Regions from separate parts of the Mus musculus genome. Here region 1 is linked to region 2. Evidence: chromatin contacts called from public promoter capture Hi-C data. All regions are on one chromosome and are shown on one strand. The core of a region is the stretch at or near the end of the contact, and the rest is flanking DNA. Distances in the headings are between cores, read along the strand shown. Region 1 overlaps Nedd4 (neural precursor cell expressed, developmentally down-regulated 4). Region 2 overlaps Bnip2 (BCL2/adenovirus E1B interacting protein 2).

What was found. Promoter capture Hi-C pulls out the DNA fragments that hold promoters and counts their contacts.
Region 1: a promoter capture Hi-C map of liver shows a contact between it and region 2, with 2.7 times the contacts expected there. The contact joins two enhancer-like sites. A contact is called at or near these places in 2 of 39 promoter capture datasets (erythroid cells and liver) and 1 of 9 other capture datasets (adipose tissue).

What each region holds. Positions count from the first base shown.
Region 1 is chr9:72,713,888-72,716,587 of GRCm38.p6, forward strand. The region is part of intron 4 of Nedd4 (neural precursor cell expressed, developmentally down-regulated 4); the gene reads left to right. Among named protein-coding and RNA genes, the nearest start is that of Nedd4, 22 kb to the left of the region's middle. Within about 2 kb of position 1,299, at least 63 of the 459 cell types and tissues checked have an H3K27ac peak or open chromatin away from gene starts, as enhancers often do. A contact at or near this core is called in liver, where this site is marked.
Region 2 is chr9:70,002,329-70,005,028 of GRCm38.p6, forward strand. It overlaps Bnip2 (BCL2/adenovirus E1B interacting protein 2), which reads left to right. Exons shown (of 11, transcript NM_016787.4): 8 at 1,051-1,137; 9 at 1,241-1,339; 10 at 1,978-2,013. Among named protein-coding and RNA genes, the nearest start is that of Gtf2a2, 8.9 kb to the right of the region's middle. Within about 2 kb of position 1,298, at least 7 of the 459 cell types and tissues checked have an H3K27ac peak or open chromatin away from gene starts, as enhancers often do. A contact at or near this core is called in liver, where this site is marked.

The sequences.
Region 1 (2,700 bases), core at 49-2,548, 2.7 Mb after region 2:
TCACCTTCATTCACAGTGCCTTTATTGTGGCCATCTCACTGGCCCACATTGCAAGCTTTTAAGAGATTTTTTTGGGGTACAAATGTCTGTCCATGGCCTTGTCACGCAGAGGGATTCTTACATTTGGATTTCTGCTTGAAATGAACTTTGCTATGAAGGAAGAAAAGGCTTTCCCAGAGACTTTGAAGTTTAGCAGCATTTCATTACATGGGAGCTCGCCCCAGCTTTGCTTGAGCATGGTTCACAGGCACCTCATTCATGGTTTGGTTTGCCTCTGTGGTGTAGACTCGCCTTGCTTTATGCTTTGGCCTCCCATCACAATGTTTGAATTCCTTCAGAGGCCACCTTATAATTTCGAGAGATGTAAGCGTGTCGTTTGTTTATGCAAAGGCCGAGGAATTCAGACCCACGAATGTGCTTATTTATCTTCTGGGCAGCGAGAGACCAGAGACGTCTTGCCTGGTCCTGTGATGTGTAGTTTGTGACTACATATTTCAAATTCTGCTATTTGAAAAAAACAACAAGTGCAATTTTGGAGGGAGGTGAGCTCTGGGCTTCTTACATTTCTGAGTATAGTGTGGCTCTGATTAGCTGTGTGTAACGTTTCATTTTGTGTTATTTACGATCATCTGTATGAATTCTACAAGATTAGGATAAAATGTTTGTCTAAGTACTTTGTACTTGCTTTCTGGCCCTTCTGACTCCATTAAATTGTAGGTATTTGCATATTGGCTTTAAGACTAGTAGTTAGGATTTCTTGCCTTGTAGAAAATTATTTTATGAGGAAAATAGATAATCCATATTTCTTAGGGAAGACAGAAAATATTCTTTCCCAGTAGTGTTTGGGGGTATAGTTGTACTTTCTCAAACTTAAAACCATTTCTTTTTCTAAAGCATTAAAATAAGAAATTAAGTACCTTTTTTTTTTTTCCATTTTTCTTACTGAATTTACATGGGCAACACTAAAGCAGATCTTTAAAAAGTAATACACATTTTCAAAGAAATGCTCTTGTGCCAGGGAAGCAGCTTACTGGTCACAAGCCAGAAGCTCCAAGTTTAAGCTCCGTCTTCAGCCCACTTGATCGTATTCCTCAGCAAGATGAATCCCCTGGAAGCCTAAGGCCCAGCTAGCTCAGTGCCAGAGGCAGCAAGAAGGAACCCTGCATAGGAGGGGGAAAGGAAAGGACCAGCTCCTACAGTAGGTCCTCTGACCCCCACGTACATGGCATGCATGCACCCTTACACACTTGGAATGTGCCAAAGGCCATCAGCCCTCCCTGCACTGGGCTTCAGGCCACTGGTGAGTCACCTGGTGTGAGTGCTGGAGATGGAAGGGCAAGCTCTCCTAACCGCTGAGCTGTCCCTCTGTAGTGTCTTGTTTTCATGTTCAGCAGTGGGACCTTTCTCTTCTTTTCTTTTTTTTTTTTTTTTTTTGTTTGCTTGTTTGTTTGTTTTGAGACAGGGTTTCTCTGTATAACCCTGGATGTCCTGGAACTCACTTTGTAGACCAGGCTGGCCTTGAACTCAGAAATCCTCCTGCCTCTGCCTCCCAAGTGCTGGGATTAAAGGTGTGCGTCACCACTGCCTGGCGTGGGATTCCTTTTTAAACAGCCTTTCTTGTTGATGTCACGGAATCCTAGAAGGCTGCTTTTCTTCTGACGTGTCCCTCCGTACATGTAATTTATCTTGATCACAGTCACTGCCACTATCTGCCTTCAGCTCCCTCCCCCTCCCCATCACCTTTTCCTTTGTAATCCACCTTTGTGTCTTCTTTTATTCTCCTTAGTAAATTCACTTTTATTGATAAGACCCTATTTTTCTGAGAGCAAAATAGCCATTGGCCACATTCAATAAAGAAATCCCGGGACTGGTGAGATAGCTCAGTGGTTAAGAGCACTGGATGCTTTTCTAGAGGTCTCAGATTAAATTCCCAGTACCCACATGGTGCCTTACAACCATCTGTAACTGCAGTTTCCTGGAACACAATGCCTTCTGCCATTTACCGGCACTGCAGTGTATGTTATGCACAGGTACTAACATCTAAACACATAAGAATGAATAAATGAGTAATTGAGAAAGGAAATCTTGAGCTAAACAGAATACCAGAGACTGTTAACAGACTGTAATAAACTCAGATCATGCCTTCTGAGACCAAGTCCTGAGAGATGCAGTTTGACTGTACACAGGATTAGAGTTCCCTTTATAAAGTAGCACATTTTGATGGTCTACAAGAAAGGAAGACAGAAAAAAAATGGAGATGAAGTAAGAGGAAAAGAAGAGAATAGAATTTGGGTATCAGCTCCCATAGCAGTGAAACGAGAAAAAGAGACCACACGTGATGGGGTCCAACTTTAGCTTCCCACATAGAATGCCCTCCCAGTAATTCTCTGGTCCTCCCTCCATTCCCTAAACTCCCTCTTCCTCTCAGCCTCCACCTGCTGCTCTTACTGTCAGGTGCAGCCTCCAAGCATTGGGCTGCTCTTCCCAGCCTGCATCTGCCTGTACGCTCAGTGCCAGCGCAGGGAGTAGAAGCCCAGTCAGTATGCTGGGGTGGATCTGTCACAGTACTGAAGACCTTTCCTGTTTCTCTGCTTTTCCATTGATTTAGCAGGGCTAGGGTGTGAATATGTTTATGAGTTCCCGTGTCCAGTGCAGAATTCTTCTCCTTTGTGCTTTCTGGATTTGCCGTCATGTTTCATC
Region 2 (2,700 bases), core at 48-2,547:
CTCTCCATTCTTCCTTATGCCGTTTAGAACACATTATTTAGTATTCATCTTGGAAAAGGTTGGACAATGTCCCTCTGCTGTGTACTGTCCTGTGGGGCCAGTGCAGGTGCACAAGTTCTGTGTAGACGTCAGGAGTCACTAAGCTTACTACTCAGATGCTGGCCTCTTTGTTGCTGAGACAGTCTCTAGCTCAGACCTCGAGCTGATAAGCCAGGTACCTAGAGAGTTCCAGCACTGAGATTATGTACCACACCATTCTCTTCTTTTTTATCTGGGTTCTGGGGAATGAGACCTGGGTCCCCATGCTTACACTGCAGGCACTGGACCAACTAGGCCATCTCTCAGGTTTCCAGCTATAGTTTTTTAAAACAATCACTAAAAATGTGTTATCTTGAGACTCATTTGTCCACACCAATCAAGCAACTCTAATCTTGCTAATGGTTCAGTGTTGCCTTCGTTGATTCAAGTGGTTTACCCTGACTTGTTAATAGGGTTTGTTTTTTTCCCCTAGGAAAACATGTTCACTATCTTCTGTGATTGTTTTTTTTTTTAATACATACAAATATCTAAAAAGAAGCTTTTACTTTATAGTGAACATTTTTAAATTTCAAAGTGTTATTGAGTCTGACTCCTGGCTCACTCCTTTGGTTTTCTCTGCCCATCCCCCTTACAAGCTAGTGCTTTTCATGATATTAGAAGCAAATGCCACTTGTTCCCTAGATTTGAACAGAAAAAGATGGTTTACTTTCTTTCATGTTCAGTATCAGCTTTCCTTGCCGGAGGAGGAAATGCTAGCAGGCATTTGAAAGCAGACAAAGTAAGCCATGAACTTGGACAAATTAAATAAACTCTATTTCACAGCATCGGAGGGATGTTTAGAACTCAGGAATGTATTTTCTTGTCTTTAGAATGTTACACTTGAATGAAAATTGTTGGTGACTTTTTTTTCCATCTATTTTGTACAAATTTGCATTATACTTATTTATATCTAACTTTTTTGTGCTATAATTTGTAGAAATTTTGTATAATTTTTTTTCTTTTTGTCTTCAGATTAAGGAAAAACCTTAAGTCTCTAATCATTGTGCACCCCTCTTGGTTTATCCGAACACTTCTGGCTGTTACACGACCATTTATCAGGTAATTTTCTGAGTGTCCATTTAAAAAAAAAGTATCTTGTATTTAAATGTCAGATTTATGAGTCAGAAGTACGGAGATAATTGTTTTGTGTTTTCTTCCCCAGTTCAAAGTTCAGTCAGAAGATCAGATACGTCTTTAACTTGGCCGAGCTGGCAGAGCTTGTTCCCATGGAGTATGTCGGCATACCAGAGTGCATCAAACAGTACGTCTGCCCTGCTTTCCTTCCCTTCCTGGTTGTGGGCAAGGGGAATGCTTTTCCCTCTCACGGTATTCCAGAACACAGGGTTTGTAAGGAACCCCACAGCTTCCCCTCACAGCACCATGTTTACAGAACTGGAGGTGATGGCCACTCATGAGTCCTTCTGTACGCTAAGTGCTGTTTACAGTCCGAGAGATGACTTCCTGAAAAGGCAGTCCTGTAGAGTAACTTTTCTGCTCGACGTATTACACTCTCACATGGAGTGAGTTTATCATATTACTGAAAGAACTCATTGCTAAAGAAACGAGTTGTTGATTAAATCAGCTTGGTCTTAATATTTTCCAGAAACTAGAATTTTCTGTTTCATCGTTCACTTCCGCCTGCCTTCTAAGAGACTTGGAGAGACTGTTGGTTGAGCAGTGGCATCACAGTGCTGTGGTGCAGTATTTCTCTGACTGTTACTGTTGGTCTCAGGGTTTAGGCTTAAGTATTTCCAAACCAGATTTACCAAGTTGGTTTGTAGTCACTACATCATGTTAAATGTTAGCATTTCATATTTGTGCCTACACAGTTACACGTTCAGTCTTTTTTTTTTTTAATCTCAAAATGTGCATTTACTGAAATAACTCTTCCCTACCAAGGTATGAAGAAGAAAAGTTTAAAAAGAGACAAAAAAGGTACATGCACACCTTGACTGGGTTGCATCTAGACTAGTCCATTTGCATTGCACAGACTAACCCTGCTGCTAGTTGGTTAGCTTGCAAACAGAGACTAGCATTTGTAAATATAAATGTCGCCCAGAGCCGAGGACAGGGCAAACCCCAAGCTCCTCGTGCTCAATATGAGCATGCTTAACGTGTGTGTCGTATCAGAGCTCTCCTGCTCTGTGTGCTGAACCCAGAGAAGTGACTGGGAGCCCTGGCTAAAATCCCAGGCCTTTGAAAACTTTAGCATTTTGCTTTTGAAGTAGATAAACAGACATTTTCAAGCAACAGCTTATTCCCTTGGGGTCGATGATTATATTTGCAATGCATATACTCTTTGGCTAACCAACATTGATTTTCTCTATATGCTTAAATAGCCTGCTAACCAGTCAAACTCTACATGTGATAAAATACCTAAATTCAGTGTACCATTTAACAGTTAAACACTCTGCTTTCTACTTGAAATTTAATTTTGAACACTTCTGCTTTGAGTGTAACAACCTTTCATTTGTTAATGTCTTAGCATAAAGATGAAAGGCAGAGCATAAAATAGTTTATCATTTTATATAGTAGTTTAGAAAAGCCTTGGTCCTGATTTATTCATAGTTTAGTTCGGGAGTTTTTGTTTAGTTTTGGAGCTGGTCTTACTCCGTATCTCAG